Linked DNA regions of Mus musculus: regions 1, 2, 3 and 4 are each linked to region 5. A link is a contact called in public HiChIP or PLAC-seq and promoter capture Hi-C data. All regions are on one chromosome and are shown on one strand. Each heading gives the region's core, a stretch centred on a gene start, on an enhancer-like site or on the middle of the called end of the contact. The rest is flanking DNA. Distances are from core to core; before and after follow the strand shown. Region 1 holds the start of Ei24 (etoposide induced 2.4 mRNA). Region 2 holds the start of Fez1 (fasciculation and elongation protein zeta 1 (zygin I)). Region 3 overlaps Pknox2 (Pbx/knotted 1 homeobox 2). Region 4 overlaps Pknox2 (Pbx/knotted 1 homeobox 2). Region 5 overlaps Slc37a2 (solute carrier family 37 (glycerol-3-phosphate transporter), member 2).

Region 1 (5,787 bases), core at 2,545-5,044, 430 kb after region 5:
CACTTTTCTTGCAATCCTCTTTCTTGGGCCTCCTGATTGCTAGGATTATAAACAGCCCATATGTGCCTGTTTTAAAGCTTATGGGAATCATAGTGGTAGGGTAAATGAGTCAAAAGACTTATGAGAATAGAAACTTTGAGAGGAAATCCCCAGGTCCAGATCTATTTCATCAAAGCAGAGATTATTGCCCATGGCTGAATCAAACAAGAAAACAAGAGTTTCTCCCCTTAAGTGTTTCCATATGTAAATCCAGAATGATGATATGGTTATCATTATTATGTTGAATCGGAGTCTCACTATAGAGTCCTAGCTGGCCTGGAACTTACAAATAGACGAGGCTGTCTTTGAACTCACACAGCTCCACCTGCCTCTGTCTCTGTCTTCCTGTACAGGGCAAAAGTCTTGAACCACTATCATCAGGATATGTATAGATATATATTAAAAGCAGGGTTTTCTCATATAGCCCAGGCTAGCTTTGAACTTGGAATCCTCTAGTCTTTATCTTTCCAATGCTATGATTTCAGATTTGTGCCAAACACTGAAACCAGCAGGGACTTTACTTTTGGAAGCTTTGATCCCTTCTCCATTTTATCTTGCTGATTTGAACAAGAAGCTAAGATTTGGGCACACCAGGGAAAGGGGAAGTTTATTCTAGAATGGTTCTTGAACTTGGGCCAGGGAATAATGTTAGTCCACTGAAATAGAAGAGAGCTGTCCTGATTAGTTCTTTGTCAGTTTGTTAGGTAAAGAATCACCTGGGAAGAGGACCCTGATTGAGACTATGTCTCCATCAGATTGCCTGTTGATAAGTCTGTAAGGCTGGATTTTCTTGAATAATGATTGGGGTGGAGAGCCCAACCCACTGAGGGCAATCCTGCACCTGGGCAGGTGGGCCTCGGTGTTATAAGAAAGCAGACCAAACAAGCCTCGTAAAGCAAGTCAGTAAGCAATGTTCCTTCATGCTTCACTTCCTGCCTCAAGTTCCTGTCCTGACTTTAACTCATTGACAGAATGTGATATAAAACTGTAAGCCAAATACATTCCTCTTCAAGCTGCTTTTGGACATGATGTTGTATTGTAGCAATGGCCACCTCACTTATGCTATATCTGAGAGGTCTGGGCATTTGTTTTGCCATTGACTTTGACATCTGGGTTTCAGGTTCTTTCCACGTAGGAATAATAATAATAATGGCTTATAATAAGCATTTGATTCTATAGATGACCCGATCAGTAGCAGGTCTAAGCATTGGTGAAGGCAAAGGGAAATAAGAAGAAAAAGAAGTGAAGAGCCATAGAAGAGATTGGGAGTAGGGAACAAAGTCTTCTAGAAGAGGCAGAATAGTTCAGAGAGTAAGCAAATAGGCCACCCTAAATGATGCCATTTTTCTATAAGGGCAATTGTGAGCTAAGAGCACTTAAAAGTGAAACAAAACCAGCAAGAAAGGAGTTCTCTTAAAGGTGGGGCCAGAGGAAGACTAGTCAGGTCTCTACCACTGAGCTACACTGCCAGGCCAAGAGGGGCAATTATCCTCTCCTTTCCCTCTTTTTATTTTTTGGTTTTTCGACACAGGGTTTCTCTGTATAGCCCTGGCTGTCCTGGAACTCACTTTGTAGACCAGGCTGGCCTCAACTCAGAAATCCGCCTGCCTCTGCCTCGCGAGTGCTGGAATTAAAGGCATACTCCACCACGCCCGGCTTCCTTTCCCTCTTAAAAGCAGGGAGTTGCTGCTCTAAAAGTAACTTGAATAGGAATTTGAAGGGGATGGGAATTTAGCTCAGTGATAAAGCACTTGTCCAGTATACACGTCTAACTGGGCTAGATTTTTAAAAAATAGTTAATAGGTGGGGTACAAACCAAACCTTATCAAAATGCGATTTTTTCTCTTTAGCCCCACCCACCACTTCTCTACAACTGCCATTCTTTGCACAATGGCATTTAAAAACATTTGGGCTGGGAACTGGTGGCACACTCTTTTAGTCCCAGCATCAGGAGGCAGAGGCAGGTGGACCTCTAAGTTCAAGGCCAGCCTGGTCCTCACAGCTAGTTCTATTTTCAAGACAGGGTGTTAGTCCTGGGTGTCCTCGAACTTAATTTTTTTTTTCCTTTTTGGTTTTTTGAGACAGGGTTTCTCTGTGTAGCCCTGGCTGTCCTGGAACTTACTCTGTAGACCAGGGTGGCCTCGAACTCAGAAATTTGCCTGCCTCTGCCTCCCAAGTGCTGGGATTAAAGGCGTGCGCCATGCCAGGTTTCGAATTTAATGTTAATCCTCAGCCTTCCCTGTACTGGAGCTAAAGGAGTGAGTACATCCCACCACACCCAGCCGCGAGGACTCCTAACCAAGATCTTTTGAGGTGGAAAGACTCTTTTTTAATATGAGCCACACCTCCTGTTGGCAGCCTATATAAAGAACATGGATGAAGGGAACTCACGCTTTCCTGCTTGCTCTTGCTCTCACTGGCAAGTCCATTCCTCCACTGGCAGTAGAGCCTACTACTTTGGGATTCCAGCGTGTACTGAAGACCAGCTTCGACACCCAGCCTTGTGAAGTGCACAACTGCTGAACTCTTGGACCTTCCATTCACAGGTAACCATTGTTGGTTTAGTTGGACCACAGCCTGTAAGTCATTCTAATAAACCCCATATATATTCATTAAGTTCTGTTCCTCTGGACTAAACTAACTGGGTGGTGGTGCATGCCTTTAATCCCAACACTTGGGAGGCAGAGGCAGAGGCAGGCCACCCTGATTTACAGAGTGAGTTCCAGGACAGCCGGAGCTATAGAGTGAAGCCCTGTCTCCAGCCTCCCTCCATCCCCCTCCAAAAAATAAAAGAAAACCCATCTCCAATCTTCTTCATTCCCTTCTCAGGGTTTATATGTCAGTCACTACTAACTCACTAGCTAACTTGTATGCTTTTCTTATACTTGACTCTTTCTGGGTTTTGTTTCTTAAATTCAAAGGAGAAACCTGAAAAGGGTAAAAGTGGCTTTTCCTACAGTTTCATGACAAGAAATTATGGAGCCAGGCTAGAAATGAGCCAGTTGAAAACAGCAATCTCTACTTGTTTTTTATCACAGCCATTCCATCATTACAATCCGCACTAAATGCTACCTAAGTGGTTGATGCCTTATATTCTGAATCACTCAAACTTCTGATCTCTTGCCTCCAAATTCCAAGTGCTGAGATTGTACTATCATGCCCTGTGTAATATAATTCTTGGACTTGAAGCCAGGGCTTTTTGCATGTGCATGATAACTGATTACTCTATTGAGTTTTTGTTTTTTGCTTTTGTTTTTTTCTGAATCAAGATGTTGTTACACAGCTCTGCCAAGGCTGGTACTTACTAGGTAGCCAAGGCTGGACTCGAATTTGGACCATTTCTTCTCTTCAGCTTTCCAAGGGCTGGGATTTCAGGTGTGCATCACCATACCTGGTTTATTAGTCTTTATAGAAAGCCTCCAAATTATCAAGGTGTCTCCTATTTTATTGTTTTCATCATTTGTTCTTAAAGGATATCAGAAAGACCAGCACTGATGTGTAGATAGATTAAGGAGGTTAACGATCGCTCAACAGTGAGAAGGGGTTTGACTAGGAGGCAACAAAGGTCTAGAATCCTGGACCTGGATACCCAGAATGAGTCTGGACTCTGAGGTCCAGCCAACTACAATTCCCAGGCTCCCAGACCACGCCCCCCGGTATGGCCCCGCCCTACCTCGCTAGCCCCGCCCCTGCCCAGCGACCGGCAGGCTGCCCGCCCGACTTCCCAGCTGCCCCGTGCGGCCCGGGCATGCCCAGTGTGGGCGCAGCCCCGGCTCTCCGAGCGCCCGGGCGGAGCGGGCAGCCGGGCGCGGAGCAGGCGAACCGAGCCTCGGTGGGCGAGCGCCCTGGCTGGAGCCGCGGCGGTAGGGTGGCGGGGTAGGTGCAGGCCGCGGCGGGCAGTGGGCTCGAGCCGCTTGCAAATCGCAGCCTGGGCGGCAGGGCCCATCGAGGGCTGGCAGGCCGGAGCTAGTTCCTAAGGTTCTGGAAGGGGCTGCGGCAAGGACCCCGGCCCCCGAAGGGCCCGGGACGCGAAAGGCGGCAGGGGCAGGCCTGGCGGCGGCGCGCGGGACTCAGGCTTTCCCCAGGTGCGGCGGGGCTATCTTTAGCTCCGGTGACCCTCAGTGAGCGAGGTCCGCACCTTGTGCGCGGCAGTGGCTGGGGAGGAAGACGGGTTCTCACCCCAATTGCCCCGACGCTGCGGGAGAGAAGGGGCCGAGTACCCCAGGTTGCCCAGGAGGCAGCCTGTGGCCGGGTGATGCGTGAGGGTGTTTACCTTTTCCCTACCTGGAGTGGGAAACACTGGCTTCCTCCCTTCCGGGACTTGAATCTGGTGGCTTCGGAATGAAAGTGCAGGAGTATGTCTCAGTAGGTGCTTAATCGGTTCTAAAGACTGTCAAATTTATTGGCCAGCAGTGTTTCAAGGTTTAAGGAAGGTGATGCTTGGGTTAAACAAAAATCCTCGTTGCAAAGCTTAAGCCAAAAAGTCCAGTCTCGGTTAGAACACTGAAGTTCCAAAGTTGGTTGTAATTAGCTTTCACTCACTGTTGACAAACCGTTTATATGTAAAATATTGTGAACCAGATGATGCATCTTGGTTTTCTCTGTTGTTAGAGCCCTTTGTGTCAGTCAGTGTGTGGTCTCAAATCGTGGAAGGTTATTTTTCTGCTTGTCTCAGCAATTTGTTAAACAGGGCAATTCATACCAAATGTTCTCTCCCATAGAAAAGTTGTTAGGCCCACGGTATAATAATGGCCTTTCCTTTAAAGGCTCTATTTGGTCACTGGTACTTTGTTAGTTGGTACATGAAGAAGCCGGGTATTAATCTGCCAAGGAGTCAAATAACACAGTGGTTCTGGGATATGACAGATTTTGAAGCTCCCTGTCTGGGCTCTTGGAGAAAACTAGAGTAATGGATTTTCTCACCTCAAGTCGGGTGTGTTCTTTAACAGGATTACATTTATCCAGAATTTTTTCAGCTTTGTTTATTCTGTCGTACTCTATCCCGTGAAGAATTTTAATATGCTACCCTTTATTTGTAGATGAGCAAGTTGTTGCTTAAGATGGTGGTACATTTGTGATATACCTTAGTGTCTTGGACATTTACTAGTTTCCTGGTCATGGACTGCTTTTTACCACAACTCCTAGAGCACTGGCTTTCTCTGTACACATGATTGAAGCTCTTGAGGTTTTCTTTTTCTGCTTTTTTAGGAGGGGGGAGTGGGAGTAGTAACAGATGTTTCCTAACCTTAGGAACTTCTCTAGGTGAGCACATTTGGGTAGGATTTGACGTAAGGAGCAGATGCAGGCAGCCTTCTGACTGTACTCCCTGTTTGTCCAGTTCTGAATGGCATCAGTCCAGTTGGGTCAGTGTGGTGCTGAAGTGGCCAGAGGTCAAGGAAAGTATCCTTTATGTTTTGAAGTTTGAGTTGTATACAAGCTGACTATTATATTTTATTATCTCTTAAATTGAAGATTCTAAGCTTGATTTGGTGGGGCATGATAACTTTGGAATCCTAAAATCTCATATTTTTGCAAGCAGACTTTCCATTCACCTGAGAGTTCACTTTAAAGAAATTAAATAATTGAGAGTCTTTGGGGGGGGGGCAGGGTTTCTCTGGCCCTGGCTGTCCTAGAACTCACTCTATAGACCAGGCTGGCCTTGAACTCAGAAATCCTCCTGCCTCTGCCTCCCAAGTGCTGGGATTAAAGGTGTGCGCCACCACTACCCAGCTGAGAGACTAGTATTTT
Region 2 (5,687 bases), core at 2,976-5,475, 400 kb after region 5:
AAATTTCTGACCATGGTGAGAGAGAGAATGAGAGAGAGAGAGGAAGGGAAGGGAAGGGAAGGAGAAGGGGAGGGGAGGGGAGGAGGGAGGGGAGGGGAGGGGAGGAAGGAGGGGAGGGGAGGGGAGAAAGGAAGGGGAGGAGAGATGGAGGAAGAGTAGAAAAGATCTGTGCCAATGAAGACTATGGTGGTCTGTTATCTGAGAATCCAGACCTTATCTTATCTACCTTAGCTGTGAGAATTTGTGCAAACTATCTGCTTGTTGTGCCTCTGTTTCCTCATCTACTAAATGTGGTTTAAAATAGTGTTTGTGGGGCTGAAAGATGGCTCAGTGTTTAAGAGCACTTGCTTTTGTAGAAGACCTAAATTTGGATTCCAGCACTCGCAACAGGCCCCAGTAACTCCAATTCCATGCTATCTTCTGGCCTCCAAGGCTCCCCACATACATATGTGCATACCACCATGCGCAAGCACATACACACATAAGAAAAACATTTTAAAATAATAATAAATAGGGACTGAAAAGGTGGCTCAGTGGTTAAGAGAACTTAGTGTTCTTGCTGAACCTTGGTTTGATTCCCAGCACCCACATGGCAGCTCACAATCTTCTGGGTAAGGGGATTTCTAACTCCCTATTCTGACCTCCAAGGGCACTAGGCATGCATGTGGTACACAGACATATATGTAAGAAAAACACTCATACATACAAAGTGAATATATCTAAAAACTTGTTTAAATAATAAATAAAGTTACATCTGAAGGCTATTTGGCTTTCCTCAGAAAATCAGGATATACTACTTACATGAAAGTGTGGAGGCCAGAAGTGGTGGCTCACAGCTCTAATTCAAACACTCAGGAGATAGTGGCAGGCAACTCTCTGTGAGTTCAAGACCACCCTGGTCTACATAGTGAGTTCTAGGTCATCCAGGGTTGCATTTTTTAAACGAAAGAAAAAATATCCCTGCCATTATATGTAGTGCATGCTGCTTCGAAATTGCTGGAGGGATTTGGGAATCTTTTTCATCAAGGCTTTTTAAAATTCATTTTGTCAAAATTTCCTGGATCACAGGCCTCATTTCTGAGAGATTCAAAAGCCAGTCAGTTAACTTCAGATACTTAAACTTCCTTGAAATGGGTGTTTCTCTCTGGGAGTGACAGGATCTAGGATAAGAAGGTGATGCTAGCAAGGATACTGATTCCATCAGCAAGCAACAACAGACAACCCAACCAGAATCCAGGACTGAGGCCACCTGAAGCCATTTGTGGTGATGCACACTCGAAATCCTAGCACTGGGTTGACGGTGGCAGAAAGACTTGATGGCCCTCCCTGGCTACATAGCATGTTCCACCAGGCTTGGGGATGCATGAAAGCCTGCCTCAATCAAGCACGTCAACAAACGTACTGAGCTTGGAATGCTGGAAAACCAAACAGAGATAAGTGCTTAGGAGTTGGAAGGTGTCTTAGTGGTTAAGAGCACATACCGACTTCGATTTCCAGCACCCACATAGGGTGGCTCACAAATGCTTCTAACTCCAGCTTTGGGGTCATCCAATGACTCTGGCTTTCAATGCCCCCTGAACTCATATGGCCCCTGCACACATACACATAAGTAAAAATAATCAAAATAAAATGGAGTATCAAAAAGAGAGTATATTTGACTCAGACAACCCCTAAAGAATAAAAATATACCTACAAAAACTATAAAAAGAAATAGGCCTCTAGATGTTCTGTCGGTTAAAAGTGCTCACCCTGCACACGTGACGACCTAAGTCTGCTCCCTGGATCCCACAGTAGAACTAATTTCTGAAATTTGACCTTTGTGCTGTGTGGCACATTCACGTCTACACTCACACACACACATCACATACACACAGCCAATACTTTTTAAAAATAAAAGTTTAAAAAAATGGCTATAAAAGAAGACATGGATATCAAGGTTCAGAGTCCAGAAACATTGTTAGTTGAAACAATCTATAATATTGTTTTCAATCTATAGTATTGGTTTTTCAGCAACTCATCACCCAGGAGCCGTGAGGTACTCTGTGAATGATCAGACAGATGATGCTAAAACTGAGCTTGTATATTGGGAATTTGTATTAACATGGTTTCTAACCTGAGTGGAGCATTTGTATCTGGGGCTGTGGCAGAGTAAATGAGAGTCAAACCTCAAGAAGGGGTTCCCAGGCTTGGAGTGCTGGCATATCCCATTCATTTGGCCCCCCTACCTTCTTTCTCTAGTCCATCTTCTTTTCTATTCCTCTAGGTAGACTGCTTTCACTTCTCATCTGAAACGTCTGAAGTAACCCTGCATCCTTCCATCCTGGCAAGTTTGCTGGCTCCTCAGCCTTAGCTTCTCTCCAAGTCCTCCTCCCTTAAAAGCTAACGTTAAGGCTACAGGAGCAACTAAGCCACAGAGCGTTTGCCGCGCATATGTGACATCTAGGGTTCTGTCTTCACACCTCCCACCCTCCTGCCACACACACACACACACAAGTTAATGTTAATAAAAGGAATAGCCATCTTCTTTGTGATTCCAAAATAAATAAATATGTGAAAATGGCAGAGAGGGATCATGGGAAACTCGTCTTTTTATTATTGAACACAATCCAGGACTATAGTGTAAGTGTTCCATACAATCTATTCCACTTATTAGGACTCCAAATATGTGGTGTAATTTAGAAGAGGAACGCACAGTCCTCAACAGACACTCGGAAGGAAACATGGGAAAAAGCCTCTCCCTGCAGCCTAACAGTACAGAAGCTGCAGCTTGGGTCTGCAGTACAAGTCCCCAGTCTGCTTCACTGAGCTGAATGCATGGTGGATGAGAGGGAGATTTCATCGTGCCTCCCCTGCTGGGCCTCTTTGCACCTCCACACATGCCATCCCATCTCCCTGGTCTTTCCATCACTTGTTCTGTAGACCAGTTGACTCTGTGCTTCCCCTCCCATTCCCATATAGATCCTTAAAATGCCCTCTGTTATCCACTTCCAGACTCCCACTGCTCTTCTGCAAAACCTGGCTAGTATAAGCTGTCCATTTTGCCAGAAAGAATAAATACTCATTTGCACATGGCTCAGCAACCCCTTCACCGGACTCGGTACCCTCCCCCCCCCTTCTGTTCCATTCACCTCCATTTCAGACCTCCTCTCCCTCTTCTGTCGGAGTAAAGAAAGGCTCTTCTAGGCAGCACAATGGCTGGCACTCTGAGGATGCACGGCTCATCCCACGCAGCCCCTGCTCATACTCCACTGTCTTCCCTTTGCCAAATAAGACCTGGTCACCGGGATGGGTGAGTCGTACTTGGAGACAAGATGCAAAGGGAAAGACAAGAGGGCAAGAAGAACGGATTGTATAACACCCCTTCAGCTGAACCTCCGCTCTGCAGCACCCTGGGCCCCAAGGATGAGGGCGGGCTCTGCACACTCCTTTTCGTCACACTCGTCCTTTCTCCAACCTGCTCTGTGTAGTAAAACAATCGCTCCCAGAGGACTGCAGCCAGAGGGTCTGACACTGCGAGAATGCCCCGTCTGAGGAAGGCTCCACACGCCGCGGAGGGGCACAAGTAGATTGCAGGATCAGATTCGTAGGGACAAAGATGATTTTGAGACGCCTAAGATAAGCGGAACACATAACGGTCCTGGAATGACATATGGAGTCCACATTGCTCCAGCACCATCAGATAGGGTTTCCCGGCACTGTGTTGCACATGAACACACACACACACACACACACACACACACACACACACACACACACACACACACGATGCTCTGAGATGATGCTACCAGTACCCACTCCGGGGCCCTTGAGCTTGAGCTCCCGCAAGACTGGGAAAGACCAGGACGACGGCCCACGAACCCTTCTTTTTACTTCTGAGGAAAAGACCCAGAGGAGATGAGAGTAGCGCATACCCGAGGAATCCTATGAGAGAATCTCCAATCCTCTGGTCTTCTTCACCACCCGAATTCGACCCCCCCCCCCCCCACACACACACACACCCGCCCCCAGGACTGGGGCTAGTCCAGACTAAGATCGCCTTTCCCACCACCGCACCTGAGCGGGTCCTGGAGGAAGGAATCGGATCCCAGGGCTCAGCCAGACATCCCCAACCACCGACTAGAGGTGGCCCGGTGCAGCACAACGTCAGCGGGCAAGCCAGCCAGCGAGCGCTCCCCCGCTGCTCCGGCTGCGCCTGGTCCCCGCGCTCGTGCCCGGGCTCCCGGAGGCGCGCCCGCACTCGGGAACCCGCCTAACGGGCGCGCCCAGGGCCTGAACGTCATCCTGTCGTGAACACTCATAGCTTCCTTAGAGCACGTGGACCTACCTTTATTAATATTTATGAATTGCCGTTCCTCCCTTCTTTGATACTGGCCCTTCTGCTTCCCACATGAATATTCAGAAGCTCCGAGATGGGGGCGTGCAATCGCTACCAATATGGATTCTTCAGATGGCCCAACACTAGGTTTTGTATAAAAATGCAGGCAAATGGAGTAGATGGGCAGGCAGATACTGACAGACACACTCAAAGAGCCTCTGGCACTTTTTGGACTGCCCTTCCTATTCTATTAGGGGTTGTAGTGGACAAGCCAAGAGGTGCGCCTTACTCCAAAGTCGTTCATAGCTCCAAGGTGAGGGGGCTGGATGGTGGGAATAATTTTGTCATCCAAAACTGTGGAATGCAAGTGAGAAATTTGAGTGAGGGGGATCCAGGAATAGAAAGACTTCAGACTTTACACCTCACACGTTGATGTGCTGTATGTAAATCTGTGCTTAGAGATGCTATTCATATAAAATCTAATAATGTAGTTTTAAAAAAAAGAAAAGAAAAAGAAAGAAAAGAGAAAAGACAGCACAAGAGAGGCATGTCTGCCTGGTGACACCTCCTAATTTTGTCTGATTTTAGGCCAAACCAAGAATGACAGCCGGGAGGTGAAGGGGGTCTTCCCTATGTTGATTTATGCACTCTTATCACAACAGTTCAATCATGAGGGGCAGGGAAGGCAGGGGGACATCATCTCTGATGAAATTAGAAAAAGTATTAGCCATTCTGCCCTCCTGGTAATTAGAAACATGAGGGTGTTTTTCTTGTTAGAAAAAAAAGTGGTCATGAGAGCTCAGCAGGTGAAAGGTGCTCATTGTCTAAACCTGAACCCGACTCTGGGGACTCCCATGAATGTGCTAGAAGAGAACTGAGTCCACAACATTGTCCTGCAACCTCCACAAGAGCACTATGGCAACTGCACCTATATACACACACACGCAAAACAAGAAATAGATGCTAAACCCTATTTTTCTGGCGTCATGTGGTTTTGTGACCTTGGGAAAGTTATCCTTGCTGCGGCTCACGTTTTCATCAACATAATGAGGGTTATACCTCCCACTTCCGAGGCCTGTTGTTAGATTAAGGGAGTGAACTCATGCAATGCACTTCTAGGAAGGAGAGGAGGAGCTATGACCCTTGGCTACTTCCTTAGCAGAAGCTTTAATGCACTTTTCTATGCTGGTTTTGATTGGTGATGGTGGTACGAGGTGTAGTGGAGGTTGGGGTGGGGGCTCAAACCATGTAGTCAAGGGTTGATCTTGAACGTCTGATATTTCCACCTTCACCTCCCGAGTGCTGAGACTACAGATGTGTACTTTCATACCCACGGCTTGTTTTTTGTTTTTTGTTTTTGTTTTGTTTTGTT
Region 3 (5,533 bases), core at 212-2,711, 280 kb after region 5:
GGCATCTCTTCAGACCCTTAGGGGTGGTGGGTGTGGTGAGCATAGATCACAGAGGGTGCCTTTCATTAAGACGATCTTTGGGCCTAGAGAGTTCAAAGAACTGACTGCTCTGCCAGAGGATGCGGGTTTGATTCCCAGCACCCACATGACAGCTCACAACAGTCTTTAACTCCAGTTCCAGTTGATCCAATGCCCTCTTCTGGCTTTGTGATACACAAGCATGCATTCAGGCAAAACACTCATACACAGACAACAGTACAATTTTTAAAAAGGATGCTCTTTGGGAGAAAGCATGGTGCTTAAGGTGGAGGGCTGAGAAGACTGAGCAAATTTATACAAACCCCCAGTTCCCACCTCACCGGTCCTCCTTCCTCTGACCTCTCTCATTATTGCCCCTAGGCCACAAACACAATCACCACTGTGCATCCAGTCATGGTATCTGCTAGAAATAAAGTTTCTGGAAATGCAAGCGGGATCCTCCCTCTCACTGAGCCTGAAGGTTTATGATAGACTCAGGAAGCATATTTAAGAGGGGTTAATGAAGCAGCCTATGTAAACCCCTGGCACCGTGGCTGATGTAAAGCAGAGCTGCACTCCAAAAGACCATCACAGCAAGATTCCTGGGCTCCAGCATCCTTCCCAGGATGCCAGGCTCATGCTGTACCCAAGCCAAGCTTTAGGAGAGTTGACGCACGAGACCAGTCCACAGGAGGGGTGACCCATGAGTCCTGTCCACCGTGTCGTGTGAAGTATGACTCAGATAGTCCTTTAATTAATGCTTCTTCCAGCTCATCCCCTATCTTCCCCTGGGATAACCCAACAAAAGCACTTGCCCAAGGCGGACTTGTGACCATCTGACCCAATACAGAGACTCCTAGGCAAACATGGCTGTGTGGCTCCTTGCAGCTAGGTTGGAGCTAACGCTTATACCATTGCCTAGCTCTCTGGCCCTACTGCCTCTAGGCCCAGAGCCCCCAGAGTTATCTCCTATATTCACACCTCTCCTATTAGTATCAGCAGCCCTCTCTGCAGCCATTGCTTGGACACCCAGTCTCCTGTAGGGTCAGTCATTTTAATTAGATTTGCCTGCCTTGGGCAGTTTGGTTGTTCCAAAGCACATTAGGGAGTCCACATTCTATGTCAATAAATGTAACAAGACCCTTCCATTCATATTAGTGCCCAGCACTACTTTTTTGGAAGTCTTCCCGGTGGCCCCTTCCAGGACTATAGATGGGAAAAGATGGGGGAAGCTCCCCCCACCCCTGCCCTGCCGGCAGGCAGAGGGACAGTATGACAAAGCCTGCCAGTGCCCCTAAGGTTTTATTTGTGTATAAGGACGTGTTAATGAAATGTATTGGTTCCCTTCTGATCTGGAAGCTGGGGGAAGGGACGAGCAGAGCCCATCTTTAATTGGATCATACCGGTGCATCATCTGGGCTAATCAGCAAAGCAACCAGGAGCTCCGGCTCAGATTAATGATTTCAGTCTAATCCAAGCAGATCCCATGATTGGATGCACATCCCGCGTAATTGTGTTTGTGGCCCAGGAGCAATGATGAGAGGGGATCGGAGGAGGGGAGGCCTGTGGAGTAGGAGGTTTAGGTTTGGATGGTCCTCACTTTTCTCAGCCCCCACCTCAACTCTGCTGTTTCCTTCCAGGGAAGTTCAGATGTAACTTGGACTGCCACACCCCACCTGCCACGCTGCTGAACAGTGGTCAGGTGTCAGGTGCAGTTAGAGACCGAGGGATTAGGATGCAGAGCTGAGATGGGGCCAAGAGGGTGAGGTTAATCCAGCTTTCACTCCCCTTCCTCCCCCTCCAGACTCCTTCATTCCCCTTTGAAGTGTGTGGGTTCCCATGGAAACCGTGATGTCCTGGGGAGCAGAAGAGTGGCAGGGAGCTAGGCTGGCCAGGTGCGAGGTGGGGAGGAGGGCGAGTGGGGGAGGGAGAGTGACTTTGCAGAGCATGCTCAGCTAAGGTACTGGCTGTCTCTCCTATGACTGCAAGAACCTCTCTGAGAGTTCTGACCCCCCCCCCTCTGTTGGTGCTGAAGTTACCTACGATAAAGAAATGTGGGCTGGAGGTCTGAATAGCCAAAAAATAGTAAAACCAACTATGCTTTGCTTCCCCATTAAAAAGCACTAGGGGTCAGCTGCAGAATCGGGTGGAGGATCTCTAACCGTATTTCTTTGTGCCATTACTCCATTACTCGATAAATTAATTGGATTAACACCTGGATTAACATTTCTGTGCCTTCCACTCGCTGGACTGTTAACTCCATGGGGACAGAGTTGGGTTTCTGTCTATCCTGCTCATTGCTCTGTCCTCAGCAAGTTACACAAGTCAGCCTTAGCAGCATAGGCAAAGAGGGTGCTGAGACAGGCAATGGTGGTGCACGCCATTAATCCCAGCACTTGGGAGGCAGAGACAGGCAGATTTCTGAGTTTGAGGCCACCCTGGTCTACAAAGTGAGTTCCAGGACAGCCAGGGCTACACAGAGAAACCCTATTTCGAAAATCAAAAAACAAACAAACAAAACAAACAAACAACAAAAAAAGAGGGTGTTGAATTGCTTGTCGAGGGGATTAATTAAATAGGTTAGACAGTACCCCATAAATACACTGTGGCCCTAGTTTGAGATGCTGGCAATTGGTAGGGGATGGAACAATCGAGGAGCATGGTTCATAACATTTGCCAATTTCTGTTTTGTAAATGTACCTTCCATGACCCACTCAAAACTGCTACTGAAGAATTGGAAAGAAATACACAGACAGGACTCAGTACAATCCAAATTCGAAGATCCATGTCACAGGCACACAGTCTCTATTGCTGATAGAGGGAGGGAGATGATCCTGTGTGCAGATTCATTAGCTTTCAATGGCCTTGCTCATCCTCTCCCCGGTCTGTCCCTTCGGGTCTAACTCTGGGATCTTAACTTGAAATGTTCTCTCTTTAATGACTTAAATACTTCAGAAAGTGCTGAGGGTGGAGTAAGAGCTGGATACGTGTGTAAGCGCCATGGTGCTCCACACCTGAATGCCAAGGCCAAGAGTTTTCTGCTTTGGGGATTCTACTCAGTACTGTTTCTCTCTGCTTGCGCAAGCTCACTCTCAGCATCCGCCCTGGTCCAGGAACCTTTGCTGGCTTACCAGTGAGAGAACTCCTTTATGGCAATTCCAGAAGCCCTGCTTTAAACCCTTTCCCCCACTGTTTTCTTGGTGTTTTTTGCATACTGCACACCGAAGACTTAAACCAGTCCCCCAGTTCCCATGAACTACTCAGCAGAGAGCCTCAACACTGGTGTGTCCCACCCCCTGAGATCTCATACTAAGTCCAACTGTCACTCAACAAACCAAGGTGAATTCCTAAAGTGCTATGTATATTACACCCATTCCCGTTGCATCCAGACTGGGTTCCTCTCAAATCCATACCTGTGGGGGAAGGGAGGAAACAGGACAGCAAGTATCTGAGTATCGGTCAGATCACTCCCAGGAGAGCATCTTGAAGGTCACAGAATCCTGAGGCTTGATCCCGACAGTCCTTTTAGCTGGAGGTGCAAATTCAGCTTAGCAACCCATGCTAGGCAGGGGAAGTAGAATAATGTTCTAGAAATAGACGTGGTGATAACTAACTTTGTCACCTTGGGCGAGTTAATCTCTCAGAGCCTCCATTTTCTCAACTGTAGAAAAGAAAACACTAATACCCAGGATAAAGTTACATAACATTAGGTAATGCCCAGTGCCTACAGCAGTGTGTTGAGTGGCCTGGAGGTCTTAAGCATAGGCCCATCTTGTGTGGCTTTGGCCTACTCAGTCTGAAACACTCAGTGATGTAGGTCTCGGAATTAGGATAGCAGCCTTGGCAGCTGCATAGTACACGCGCTGGCTCCGCAACTGGGCACTCAGTGTTTCTATGTCCCAGCTTCCTCCTCTCTAAATGTGAGTGAGCGTAACACTGTATCTTCATCAGGACTGCCTAGAGGATTAGATTGCACAGGCAAAGGCTTAGTAAAGAACCTGGGTGGGGGCAGGTGCTGGGGAGAGGCTCAAGTGCTTGCAGCTGGAACATGGATATCTGAGTTTGGATCTCTAAAAACAAACAAAACAGGGCAGGGCAAGTGCTTATTTGTAATGGCAGTGATGGGGGTGTTTGGGCAAGCACCCATCTCAAAAATAAGGTGGGAATGAAAGCAGAAGACATCTGACATTAACCTCTGGCTCTCTTCTGCATGGGCAAGTATGCTCCCACACACGTGTGCAGGCACACACCACATGTGCACACCTGGCTGATGGTAAGCATTCTCTGTGGGTGTCAGCTGCTGTTGAACGTTTTGGGAAATTGAAGCAAGCAGGGTCATCAGGTCTAAGGAGCAAAGGGCAGGGCTCTGGTGATGGGAGCGAGCTCCTAACCAAGTGGTTTTCACAGTGCTACTCAACGAAGCATTTATTCAGTGTACTGTGTGCATGTAGAGCATTATATTAAGTCCTGAAGGCATTGCTCAATGAAGAAATGTGCAGGCAGGGCAGGGGGAGGGGGAGGGAGAGGGGGAGAAGGAAATGGACATAAAGAGTAACTGAAATATATATTTGGCACATAATAAGGGATCTAAAAAAGTATCCAAATATCTGACTTAAGGCATCTGCCCTGTGTGGGAGAGTCAAATTTTCCCAAGGGAGGCAAACCCTGAGAGAGTGGCAGTAAAGTTGCCCTTTTAGGGGCTAGGCTGAGAGATGCTAGGAAGTCAGTGTCCCTAGGATCAGGCTAGACAAGTGGCAGGGGTACTGTTGTGACTGTCCTCTGCAGCAGCTTCCTGGCCAGCACCCTGGGAACTGCCACTTCCTAACTATGCGTCACTGAGGGAATTTGTCCACCCTGTGACCAAAGAGTGTTCTGGCTACAAGTAAGTGACCCTAGGGCTTTACTCTTTGTCTTCACTGGCACTATACTTGGTCACTTACGGAATGTGTTGGGTAAGGTGGCCTGAGGATAGCATGAGAGAGATGGAGACATTCCAAGGAAGAATTGGGACCAGAGCTCTGGGCCAAGGCTTCTGAAGTATTAGATACAGGGAACAGATGTTCCAGGCTGTGTCCTTGGCAAGGCTTTGTGAACTAGAAACTTTAGTGACCATTGCATGCTCTCGGGAGCAGCTGGATCTGCTGGCATGGGAAGTAACATCTTAGCTAACGGCCGCCACCAAGGGTTCCAGCCTACTGGGGCCATTATCTGAGAAGTGATATCATACTCTTGTTTCTCTAGTTCCAAGGAGAGCACACTCTATCCCCTTGCCACTGGCATCTGAAGGCTCTCGGCTCAAGCTTAGCTTTTCCACAGGTTATTGGAAGGCCAGGGGATTGCAGCTACCTTGTTCTAGAGCAGTATGTATGCCCAGAGGTGGCAAATGCTGTGTTTCCACCAATCAGTCCTAGTCTAGGTAGAGCTGCATTGTCCAGAGACTGTGTTCACACCCCACCTGGTCATAACTTACTGATAAGAGATCCAGGAATCTAGAAGCCCAAAAACGTATCCTCAC
Region 4 (5,848 bases), core at 2,417-4,916, 300 kb after region 5:
AGAGAACTGGAGTTCTCTGCACTCTAGAGTCAATAACCTAGGCACACACAGGAGTGTGTGCTTCAAAAATAAGTGTGATGTTTGTTCATGTGTGCAAACATGCAACATCCATGTTCGACAAATGTTTGTGAAGATTCACATACATCTGCCAGACTCTGGATATTTAGGAGTGGGTAGATAGGCTTGATTCCTGATTGAAGTCTAGGTCCTTAGGAAGATGATAAAACAAAAACTCAGAGATTTGGGAGACAGTGTGTATACAGCCAGGGAAGCTTCCAGGAGGTGGTGATCTCTATACTAAGACCCATAAATCTATTTGGTAAAACATTTCTGCTCATCTAGACACACACACACACACACGCACATGCACACACAGTTCTTTGATTCAGTCACCAGCTATTTTTTAAGTGCCTTCTATCAGTACACATGGCAAGATTCTTGAATACAACAATAAGTTACACAGAGACTATCCTGGAGAAATAATGATGCAAATAGCAATTTAATTACAGCTGTGCTAAGGATTTGGTGGTAGAAGTGCAGGGAGATGCTGAAAATGCAACTGGAATATCTGACAAAAACCTGCCACAGACATGGGCGTATGTGGGTGAGTTTGAGGGCTCATGTATTTTATGTATACTTTGTACACATCCGTTGCCCTCGGCTGCCTTCAGATTTTATATTCGTGTGTGTGTGTGTGTGTGTGTGTGTATGTGTTTCTATAATGAACATATCCAAGACAGTGCTATGGATCTTAGCTTGCATGTCACCTAGTGCTAACATTCACATTCAAGAATTCTCTAGAGAGTTCCCACGTTTCCTTCCCAGACCCATGCTGGGTGTGAAATGAACATCGACCTCTTTGAAAAGTTATAACCTCTCCATTGCCATTTATCTGACCATGGGGGAAAAAAGGTGGGCACTCTTTGGGAGCCTAGGAGTGGGTCCTTCATTCCAGAGATAAAAATGCTGCCACTTTTGCAGACCCTGGGGACCGGGGGCATTCTCAGGGAGTTGGACCTTGGGAAAAGAAGTGATGGGGCAGCTGAACAGGTGGTGTGTTAGCCCCACCAGCAGCCTGGTCTCTGTGTGCGCATGTGTGAGCTCTTGATGTCCCCGCAGGCACCCTCTTTTCCCGCTCCTGACGCTGCTGTTTGAGAAATGTGAACAGGCCACCCAGGGCTCCGAGTGCATCACCTCCGCCAGCTTTGATGTGGACATCGAGAACTTTGTCCACCAGCAGGAGCAGGAACACAAACCCTTCTTCAGCGATGACCCAGAACTGGACAATCTGGTAAAGATCCCCTACCCTCCATCCCGGCTCGAGTCTTCCCTCCCTGTGATCCCATCCCAAATATTATTCTAAAAGTGTTCCCTTCATTAGTTGATTTAACAAGAAGTTGTGAGTGTCCACCACTGAACAGGCACTATGTGTACTGTTTTATGGTTGAGAACAATTCCCAGTATTTTTAACTGAGATTCTAGTTGTGGGCTTTGCTACCAGTGTTTTCTCCACCTGTACCTCTGGTGGCACCAGCGTCTGCACATCTGTTACCTTACCGTTTAAGCAAGTGGAGAAAACCTCTTTTCTAGTGGCCAGGTTGCCAGAGGTAGCTATTCCAAGTTTGCACAGAGAACTGGTGGCTATGTGCTACTGTGGTTGGCAGAAGAGACAGATGTGTAAGGGTAAGAGGCATGTTCAAGCATGTCAATATGGAGAAAGACCTGGTCCTGCTAGATTTAACAAAGGTTCTTCCCTCTTATTGGACACAATAGATCATACCTCCAAATAGTTTGCTACTCAGATCAGTACTACATCCTGTAAAATACAAATTCCTGGGCTGCACTGTGGGACTGTGATTTTGTAGATTCAAAGGGGGCCTGTGAATCTACATTCTATATTTCCAAGGGAACTGCCATCATTAGCTTTCGTGGCTGCCTTGTTGTATAGGATTCTGAAGTCCTCATCTAGTCTGTGACTTCTATTGAAGAGGGGTGTTGGCAAGGCCACTGTGCTTGCTCATCATGCTGAGTCGTCTCCTGGAATTATTACCTATTTCTTTGTTTGTTTGTTTGTTTGTTTTTCCTGTATGTGAACTCTGCAAATGTGCTCTTCAACATAGACACACTGATTGATAGTAGTGCTGGCCTCTTCTGCCCAGAATTTAGCTTCCCCAAAAGAAAAGAGTTTGGGAAATAAAAGTGACTATAAAAGAAAGTACATGTTCTCACACACACATGTACACATATACATGAGTACACACGTGTGCACACACACACACATATTCAGTACATCTACAGGGCAGATGGCTGACTTCGGCATTATTCTGGACTGAAAATTACTCACATTGCCGCTATTATTGGCATCCAGTGCAGTACTTTGTGAAGAACTGCACTGGATGCTACCTGGAGAACCCACACTGGCCTGGAGGTTTGCGGTCTGGTGATGATTTAAAAGTGGGAGCAGGGCTCAGACGGGGAAGAAGCTCTTACTGGCTGCAAGGAATATTAGTGAAAGCTCCCAAGTCTACCTCTGCTCATCCCTGGCTCTTTCCCTCCCTAGCAGGCATCGAACCCTGGCTGCAGTCTCGAAGATTCCAGTGTGCTGGTCCTCCAGCTGGTGGAGGGCCAGGCTAACTTAGCCCTGCCCTGCTCCTCAGCTAGTTGGAATTAGGAGACTTTGCAATTTGGAAAGGAAAGTCTCAAATTTAGCCTCAGGCAGCTATGGAGCAAAGAGACAGCTCTTTCAAAAAGTCAGGATATGCTTGAGAAAGGGTAACTGCACGCGTGCACACATGTAATGAGCTTTGCGTCAGTATTTATTCTCGGTAGGACCTTGGTGACCGAACCCCTTGATGCTCAGTTTCCTCATCTATACAGCTAACTATACCCAACTCATGCGACTGGGATAAATTAACTGGATGGCTCATAGACTTGGCCCTTAAAAATGTTTTGCATCTGAAAATTCATCTCAATGTGGTATCGTGTTCTAGATCCACAGGCTTACCTCCTGGCTGTCAAAGACACACCATGGTCAGGAGCCTGAAACGTTTAGGGTAGGATAGGGAAATCCAACAGTCCCCTTTGCCATTGGTTCCTAGCCCTATGTCAAAAGGAGGAGACACAGAGGCCAAGCACAGGAGCCATCATTAGGACAAGAATCATGTCGCCAGCACAGCCGAGATGCACATAATTAGAAATTAGAAAAAGGTCAGATCCCGTTATTACCAGCTCAATCAGCTACCGAGTGCCACAGCCAGTTAATTTGGCATCTGTATTTTTTACAACCCCGCACACGTAGCCCAACGGACTGTAACTCTTTCTCCGGACAGATATACTGCGCAGCCAAGCAGGGACATAAAATGAGGGACCCCAAGCAAATGAGCTGAGATAATTGAGAGATTTATTTTTTATATATGTGTGTGTGAGGGCAGCTTTCCTTTGCCCTTGAATATTGACTTTCATAGATGAGATTGTCGGGAGGGCACTGGATTCCCCCAAATCTTTGCCCCTCTGAACACCCTCCTCCAGCCCCTCTCTGACCCTCCCCTGCTTTCTCCCACCTCTTGGGAAGCCCCGTTCTTCCTTCCCTCCCTGTAGCTCTTTGCCTGTCACACCCTCCCGTGCTCCTCACAGTCTCCCAGAGCCGCTTTTCCTGACAAGTCTCCATGGAAACAGCTGAGTCAGCTCTCCCAGTACCGCCCCAAATTTCTGAGAGAGGATCCAAGTTAGAGATTTCTGAGGGAGGGAATCCTGGAAGCTTGCTGCTCCACAGCGCCTCTACTGTGAGGAAAACGTAATTACAAAAAGGTTGGGGTTAGAAACCCAACCTTAGAAAGATGTCCACTCCCATCTCCTTTTACTCACAGCGATCCTCACGTCCATAGAAGAGAACCCTGGTCTTTGACTCCTGATTTTGTGCCTCTCCCACTGACACTCCGCCTCTCCCTGGTGACAATAAAGCCTTCACATAAGAGAATGAAACCAATATCTCCTTGGAGCCCCGACTAGGACCTTCCCCAGATCCATTTCGGGGGCAGCTTTCTATTCTCAGGTGGTTAAATCAGGAATCCCTGGTGACCCCTCTGGGATATAGTACAGTTCCTACACCATGCTTCTTTCTAACCTGGCCTCCAGATCCGACACCCTCCCTGGGCCTAGCAGCCTCTGACTGGCACTTGGTAAAGTTTGTAAAATTTGCAAGTTCCCCAAACCCCTTTGAAAGGTAAAAGCTTTTTGTTTTATAAAATCTGATTTACGGGCCCCCGGTGCAAGGCCAAGGTTTTATATATTATGCAAGATTTCAAACTAAGGCTGTAAAACGTACGGTTTCAGTTTCATGCATGGAATTTTTTTATGTGTAAATTTTTTAACATTTATGGGGCACGTTTTAATGAGACTCTGGTGTGGCTCCAGGGACAGATTATAGCTGCCTGACCGCAAAGCCAGTTCCAAAATGGGGCCTCCCAGGCCCCTGGGCCTACTCTGAAGAGGCAGGCCTGGAGGCCAGAGGCTAGGAGTGAGGAGTCACTTGAAGGAACCAGCTCAGAGCTGTAGGCCCACAGAGACCTCAGCAAGCCCTGATCTGAGAGTCACTCACCTTATCCTCCAGTCCAGGCTCTTGCCTAGAAGGGAGCTGAAAACCTCACAGACACCAGAAACAGCAAGAGAAATAAGCATATCAATGATGATGATAATTAACATTTATAGACCACTTACAGGTACCAGGTGCTATCCTAAGTTATTTGCATCTATTATCTTATTTAAAACTCACAAAGCTTAATATTAATATTAACAATATTATCCCCATTTTGCTGGAGGCACTTGCTTCAATTCTCAGACCACTTCCCCTTCTCAATTTCTCTCTCTCTCTCTCTCTCTCTCTTGCATACTGTCTGTGTGTGTGTGTGTGTGTGTGTGTGTGTGTGTGTGTGTGTGTGTGTGTGGTTTTATCTCTGGTGGCCTGGCTGCTACACTGGCTATCCAAACATCCCAGGGACCCTCTGTCTCCAGCCCTCCAGCACTGGGATTATAAGCACAGGCCACCACGCCCATCATTTTTATGTGAGTGCTGAGTATAGAACTCAAGTCCTAATGCTTGTGTAGCAAGCGATTTACCATCTGAACCATCTCTCCAGCCCTGCAGTCCTCATGTTAGGAAGTAAGATAACACATGGGATCATGCAACTATGAACAAAACAGAGCAGAGAACGAAGCTGTGAAATGCAGCTCCAACTCTAAACTCACATACACACACACACATACACACACACACATACACATACACACACACACACACATACACACACATACACATACACACACATACATACACATACACACATACACACACACACACATACACACACATACACATACACACATACACATACATGCACATACACACACATACACATACACACACATACACATACACATACACACACATACACACACATACACATACACACACATACACATACACACATACACACACACACAGAGAGAGAGAGAGAGAGAGAGAGAGAGAGAGAGAGAGAGATTTCTAGGAGAGGAGTCAGGTTTTGCTTTACTTCTTTTCTAACTACATTTCCTTCAATCCTCACCATGACTGAGAGCCCCTTTGTATTTATTTTGTGGTGTTGGAGGTCAACGGAGAACCTTGCATGTGCTAGGCAGGCACTTGCCACTGAGCTCAATCACCCCTTGACCAGTGTGTCACTATTATCTCATAGCTAAGGAAGTGAAAGTGCAGAGATTACGAATTGTTCTAAGTATGAGACAGAAACCTCTTAGCCTCCAAACCCATCTCCTTGAGTTCCCCACTCGTCTCCTCAGATTCTCGTTCAAG
Region 5 (5,455 bases), core at 924-3,423:
GAGGCCAGGCTCACCTCCCTGTGGCTCACCTCTTAGCCTCCTTGAGAGGCAGGTATTCTCATTTGAAGTGAGGAGCCAGTCCTGGCAGAACCTAAAGCGGAACCCAGGTTTGTGGAGGTAGCTTGTCTTTCTGGGCACTGCAGCTCTCCCAGGCTGGTTCTTCCTGGCAGGCCCATTAAGAAATGGCTGGGACAAGGAGAGCTCTAGGCTGAGAACCTGAAGTCCCTGAGGTTCTTGGTTTCTCTGTACACTCACCTCTATCTAAGACCTTGGCAGACTCCTCAGGCTCTGCATCATTGAACATAATGGGGGTGTTTTCCTCAAATGCCTGTCAGGGTTGGTCTGAGGCACAGAGAGAATGAGATAGGGAGTGATGCTTTTTGTGAAGTGGCCAAATGTGGCAGAAACACTTTGTTTCCCATATTATTCTGGCTTGTTAGTGCCTGCCCAACAAGTAAAGGGGAACCCTAATTACGAACAGTAGACATGAAAGGCAGAAGCTTATTAAGTTGTGGCTTACTTTCTCTTCCATCCCACCCTCTGTTCATGCAGGTACAAACAAATTTGAGGCCTCAATTGGAAGAGCAACATGGGCCACCCCTGCTGGGTACCCAACTTATGAGCAAGAGAATGGAAGCTTCCATCACAGGGAGAGGCAAAGCCTCCTGATCTAACTGGTCTAGCCCCAAGCTACATTGCCACTAAGGAAGGGTACAGAAAACTCTATGGGAAGGGGCTGCTGAGCACCAAGCATGGGAACATGGCAGACTTCAAGGCCTGAGCTCTGGGAACTGCAATCAGAAGGAATGGGCTGAAAGCAGAAAGGAAGGACAGGTTCAGACTCTTGCTTGTTTGGATTCCAAGGCCTGGAAAAGGTGCATCTCTCCTTCCCATGTTAAATTATAAACCTCTGTAATTATCCTGTACCTATGAGGGATTTCACCTTGTTTCAAAGGTGCTGGGCCTCTCTCTCTCTCTGTTTCTGTCTCTGTGTCTGTCTCTGTCTATGAACTATTCTTTCTGTATTTCTCCAAGTAGGACCCTGTTGATCTATCCTCCACTCGATCCTGTTGATAACTCAGCCACTTTGAAGCATTAGTGCTGCCTTTGCAGAGTCAAGGCTTGGATGGGGTACGGGAGCTGTCATAAGTACTAAATGTAGGGGAACTTGCTCTCGGGCTCTTGACCGTGTCCACCCTCAGAGCCCAGTACCTTCCTTGCCTCACTCTTAAGATGCCTCAGTGGATGAAGACATCAGGGTCAGTTTGGTGAAGACTAAGGTGTTGTATACAACTGCAAATGCCAGTGTGAATTAAGCACTGGGTGCTCAAGTCATGACAGCTGTCCTTTAAGAACAAACAGGAAGTGGCTATGGGAAGAACTTAACCCTGAACATAGGTGCCAAGTTTAGCAAGAAATGAAGATACCACTGGAAACATCTGCGTAACTGCTACTGAGCAGTTGCTAGGAGACACCTTGCAGCCACCCTCTGCCTGGTGTTCTGATGCCCCTTCCTTCCGCTCTTGAGTCCTGGTTCACGACATGCCAGGCTGACTCCTGGCATTTCCGCCTGACCTCTAAGCTGCCCATCAGCACCAATACAGATTTCCTTTGCCAACTGTGCCACTGCTTATCCTTGGTAGGGCCTGGCATAGCAGCAGCCATGGGGCTCGTGAGGGGCAGTAAAGCATTGTCACATGAACAACAAAGATTGGTGTTCTGGGGCTGCGACAGCTGTCTTTCCCAGAGGGCATTGCTCATGACATTGATAACACTGTGCAATCCAGCAGGAGCCTAGACCCCCATACAAGATACATCCATTGCATTTACTAGGATGTTGTGTCAGTCAGTGTGTTAGCTAGATACACTGGCCTCAGCAATAAAATATAAAGCTCACTTGCCTGGTTCTCACTTTAGTCCTGCAGGAAGCAGTCAGTCAGGCACATCTTATCCTCAGGACCTGGTACAGGGCAGGGGCTGGCACATGGTAGTCTGCTCAGTGTTCACAAATCCCTCAAGACCAGAAAGACTGACCTTATGTGGAAAGGACAGACTTTAAGGCAAAGCTGTGTTACTTCTGTAGGCCACTAGATGGTGATAGCATCCCGTAGTAGAGTCCAGGGCAGGCAGGGTTGCTATTCCTTCCTCTGCAGAGAAGGAAGACTCTGCTTTCCTGACACAGCCTCTTGAGAGATCAGTGTGGGAGGAGTGGTTCTAGGAGGTCTTCTCTATCTCAGCCTCATTACTTACCACATTCTTCCTGTCTCCTCATCTACACAGGGGAATAACATTGCTCAAGGCATGGGACTGGTGTGAAGGGAGATAAGTGTTAGTCACACTTGCTGCTCTTGTCTCCTTTGCAGAGAAGACAGACTATGAAAATAGAAACAACACAAGCTACAAAGCAATGACCTCAGTTGAGGGCTACATCATTCATTAGTTCAGACCTGATGCGACAGGACTGGTGGGCAGGGCCAGTAGGGGCGATCCTGGTGGCTTCACGTGTGACAGTATTTGAAGGAAGAATCCAAGGGCCTTGGATGATCAATATGAAAAGGCAGTGAGAAGCAGAAGACAGAAGAAGCTAATATAAATCTTGTCATGCTGTCCTATGCTGGGATAAGGACCAGAGCATGGACACACGCACACATGCACTCCAGGCAGGCAAGAGAGTCATTAGAAAGCTTCAAAAGATTTGTGAGAGCCCAGAGCCAGGCTTCAAAAATGAAGGCTTAGGCTGGAGGTGTAAGAAGAGGGTTGGAGAAAACCCCAAAGGCTGAGGATCACCACCCCCATGGACCGTTCTGCACTCGCTTGCCAGGCCAGGTTCTCTGCACCCTCCTCATCCCCCCAACACGCCAGCTCTGCGCACAGTTTGTTCACTAGAGGCCTGGTACCTGTCTTCTCTCAGGCCTCTGCACTCACACGGGGCTAATGCAGGAACATTACCTTAATTAGTTATTCATTTAATTTAACTTCACATTTGGTCTCAATTAAGCTTAAAATGTTCTTCCTTATAGATGCTACAATAGCACGTGTAATTAAAAGGCAATAACTCTTTGTGTTTCTCCTTTAGAGACCCACTGGGAGGCTGGGCTAGTGTGTATGAGGAGTGGCAGGTGGGAAGTAGCTGGAAGGGAAAGAGCCTCTTGTAGAGCTGAGAATTTTAAGGCTTCACTGAAGGAGTGAGGAAGGACCTAAACATGGGACCAGACAGAGGGTGGGGAGGGCCGCTGCAGGGAGCCATGAGACCTAGACAAAGCAACCGACCTTGTCCACGAGGCTATGGGAATAAGGGAGGTTTGGGGGTGGAAGGAGGCCATCCTTACAGCTAAGAAATGGAACCCTATATCCTGTAGAAGGTGTAATGCCTCCCCCCCCCCAGACTGTCTACACCCTAATTCTTAGATCCCATAAATATATTGTGCTACATGATAAACGAGACTTCTTGAGATGGGTTGTCAACTGAGCCCAGGATAACTACAAGGCTCTCATGAATGACAGTGAGGCAGGGGTGGAAAACAGTGGAAGATGTTACATTGCTGATTTCTGAATGCAGAAAGGGCTCATCAACCCTGGAATGTGAGGGACTTCTAGAAGCTAAAGAATGCAAATAGGTCCTCCCCTAGAATCTCTCCTACAGTATTGTCCTTAGCCCTGTGAGACAGTAAGATAATACATGTGCATTGTTCTAAGCCATGTGAAGTTTGTAATGTTTTACAGCAGCAATAGCAAACTCATACGCATCATTAGTGCAAAACAGGCATGACCGACTTACAGTCAGAAGCATAGAAAAACTGGAGCTCCCAGTGCTGGGAAGCTGGCTCAGTGGGTAAAATGCTTGCCGGGTAAGCATGAGGACCCGAGTTTGACTCCCAGAACACGCTCGAAGAAGAAAAGTATGGGGGCAAGTTAATTGTCCAGCACTCGAGAGGCAGAAACAGGAAGATAGTAAGCTCCAGACAGTGAGAATTTACCTAAGACAAACAAAAATCAAGATGGATGGCATCTGACAATGACACCTGAGGTTAACTTATGGCCTCCACATGCATACATATCCACCAGGCATGTGCACGTGCATGAGCCAAAAACCTCAAAGATTAACAGGTATACAGGGGTGGCCACATAGCACCGAGTACAGCAGCATCCTTACCATCCTTTTAGAAATAACTCTAAAGGGGATGTGCCCTCTTTTGGCTGCTGCACAGTGCCCCAATCAGAGCTCATCAATGACATCATCTTTAAGTATACTTCAACTACTTTAACCCCCACTCCTGCCCAATTCCAGGCTTCCTCCCCACAATCAACAGCTCCTTCTAGGGGTTTCTCTCAAGTGGATCTGTGTGGCCTGAATTTGGTCCCTTTAATCCTGTTTGTACCTTACAGACACATAGTGTAATATAAGTGTTAGGAGCTTGAACACTGAGCCAAACTGCTTCACTTCCAACCTTGACTCCTGAATCCCCCTGTTGAATGATTCCCCCAGTCTGTACCTGTTGTATCAAGTGGAGACACAAACAAGACCCACTTAATAGATCTGATACATGGTGACATAAGCGTTTACAGTGCGCTTTGAGAATACCTGGCATCTTTGCTGCACGTAATAAAGACTGTCTTGTCTGCACGTATGACATATGCTTATTCCCAGGCTTGGGGTTGGGGTTAAAGGGTCAGTTCTATCAGCTATAAAAAGTCCTTTCCAGTCCTAAACTGTCACATTCCACTCAGGGTAATCAACAAGTTTCCAGATTATTTTCTGTATCTAATTCTCGCATCTGGTTAAGCCAATGGCTGGACTGACACATTTATCATTTGTTCTTATCAGTGTTAGTAGTTCTAAAGAATTTTTACCTTTACAGATATGAGTGAGAGAAATGGTGAGTGCAAACAGCTAACCAGTGGAAAACTAAGGAGTTGCTTGAAAGCAAAAGTTGATCTTTAAGGTATGAGATGAAAATGAATGGAAGAGGAGTTAGTGCTGGCGCTTCAAGTCTGAGAGGCACTACTACTGTGAACTTGCAACCCCGTCTTTTCCTCTGCCTGTTTCCCATCTGTGAAATAACAGCACATTTCTTTGCACGCTGGGAATCAAATAGAAACACCTTGCTTCTTCAGCGATGGGACTGAGTTGATAGGAAAGGTTAGAGCTTGAAGAATAGAACAGGAAACTCATCACTGTATTAGAATAAAAACACTTGGTGTACCCGGGATGCCTCCACCCTGATCCCTCCATTGCCTTTCTCCATCAGCACACATCTACTGGGCATTCATCGGTGTTGAAGTGCAGATGTGTTGTTTACATGGAGGAAGCACTGTGCTCTCAGTGCCTGTGCGCTGATACAATCCTTCTGGTGCATTTTAACATTAACTTTCTGAAACCACTGATCAGAAAGGAATCAAGTTTTTCTACCCAATTACCAGTGAGAAATTTTTAAGTTGCTTATCAAAATATTAA

What was found. Promoter capture Hi-C pulls out the DNA fragments that hold promoters and counts their contacts. HiChIP or PLAC-seq counts read pairs in DNA pulled down with a chosen protein or histone mark.
Region 1: a promoter capture Hi-C map of pre-B cells shows a contact between it and region 5, with 2.7 times the contacts expected there. The contact joins the promoter of Ei24 here to the enhancer-like site in region 5. A contact is called at or near these places in 14 of 39 promoter capture datasets (the 3T3-L1 cell line, 3T3-L1-derived adipocytes, the C10 cell line and 9 more), 6 of 484 Hi-C or Micro-C datasets (bone marrow-derived macrophages, cerebellum, cerebral cortex and 3 more), 5 of 115 datasets of contacts at active chromatin or transcription factors (astrocytes, embryonic stem cells, large pre-B cells and 1 more) and 2 of 9 other capture datasets (adipose tissue and embryonic stem cells).
Region 2: an H3K4me3 HiChIP or PLAC-seq map of forebrain shows a contact between it and region 5, with 3 times the contacts expected there. The contact joins the promoter of Fez1 here to the enhancer-like site in region 5. A contact is called at or near these places in 2 of 39 promoter capture datasets (embryonic stem cells and stem cell-derived epiblast-like cells), 10 of 115 datasets of contacts at active chromatin or transcription factors (astrocytes, craniofacial prominence, embryonic basal ganglia and 7 more) and 1 of 9 other capture datasets (embryonic stem cells).
Region 3: an H3K4me3 HiChIP or PLAC-seq map of embryonic basal ganglia shows a contact between it and region 5, with 5 times the contacts expected there. The contact joins two enhancer-like sites. A contact is called at or near these places in 7 of 39 promoter capture datasets (the 3T3-L1 cell line, the C10 cell line, embryonic stem cells and 3 more), 10 of 15 datasets of contacts at CTCF or cohesin (CD8 T cells, the G1E-ER4 cell line, the NIH/3T3 cell line and 4 more), 163 of 484 Hi-C or Micro-C datasets (the 63-12 cell line, the AML12 cell line, the AtT-20 cell line and 89 more), 20 of 115 datasets of contacts at active chromatin or transcription factors (CD4 single positive thymocytes, DN3 thymocytes, SST interneurons and 12 more) and 2 of 9 other capture datasets (adipose tissue and embryonic stem cells).
Region 4: a contact with region 5 is called in an H3K4me3 HiChIP or PLAC-seq map of embryonic basal ganglia, with 4 times the contacts expected there. The contact joins two enhancer-like sites. A contact is called at or near these places in 1 of 15 datasets of contacts at CTCF or cohesin (embryonic stem cells), 3 of 484 Hi-C or Micro-C datasets (cortical neurons, embryonic fibroblasts and muscle stem cells), 5 of 115 datasets of contacts at active chromatin or transcription factors (SST interneurons, embryonic basal ganglia, embryonic stem cells and 2 more) and 1 of 9 other capture datasets (liver).

The regions. Positions count from the first base shown.
Region 1 is chr9:36,795,341-36,801,127 of GRCm38.p6, reverse strand. It overlaps Ei24 (etoposide induced 2.4 mRNA), which reads left to right and starts at 3,794. Exons shown (of 11, transcript NM_001199494.2): 1 at 3,794-3,915.
Region 2 is chr9:36,831,278-36,836,964 of GRCm38.p6, reverse strand. Fez1 (fasciculation and elongation protein zeta 1 (zygin I)) reads right to left here and starts at 4,225. Exons shown (of 10, transcript NM_183171.5): 1 at 4,054-4,225. It also overlaps the pseudogene Gm27219.
Region 3 is chr9:36,946,774-36,952,306 of GRCm38.p6, reverse strand. All of the region lies in intron 5 of Pknox2 (Pbx/knotted 1 homeobox 2), which reads left to right. Among named protein-coding and RNA genes, the nearest start is that of Gm34652, 25 kb to the left of the region's middle. Within about 2 kb of position 1,461, at least 33 of the 459 cell types and tissues checked have an H3K27ac peak or open chromatin away from gene starts, as enhancers often do. A contact at or near this core is called in cerebral cortex, embryonic basal ganglia and stem cell-derived motor neurons, where this site is marked.
Region 4 is chr9:36,931,764-36,937,611 of GRCm38.p6, reverse strand. It overlaps Pknox2 (Pbx/knotted 1 homeobox 2), which reads left to right. Exons shown (of 13, transcript NM_001029838.2): 6 at 1,120-1,291. Among named protein-coding and RNA genes, the nearest start is that of Gm34652, 39 kb to the left of the region's middle. Within about 2 kb of position 3,666, at least 96 of the 459 cell types and tissues checked have an H3K27ac peak or open chromatin away from gene starts, as enhancers often do. A contact at or near this core is called in cortical neurons and embryonic basal ganglia, where this site is marked.
Region 5 is chr9:37,226,754-37,232,208 of GRCm38.p6, reverse strand. Slc37a2 (solute carrier family 37 (glycerol-3-phosphate transporter), member 2) reads left to right here. Exons shown (of 19, transcript NM_001145960.1): 19 at 553-3,060. Among named protein-coding and RNA genes, the nearest start is that of Tmem218, 21 kb to the right of the region's middle. Within about 2 kb of position 2,173, at least 137 of the 459 cell types and tissues checked have an H3K27ac peak or open chromatin away from gene starts, as enhancers often do. A contact at or near this core is called in adipose tissue, bone marrow-derived macrophages, cerebral cortex and 5 more, where this site is marked.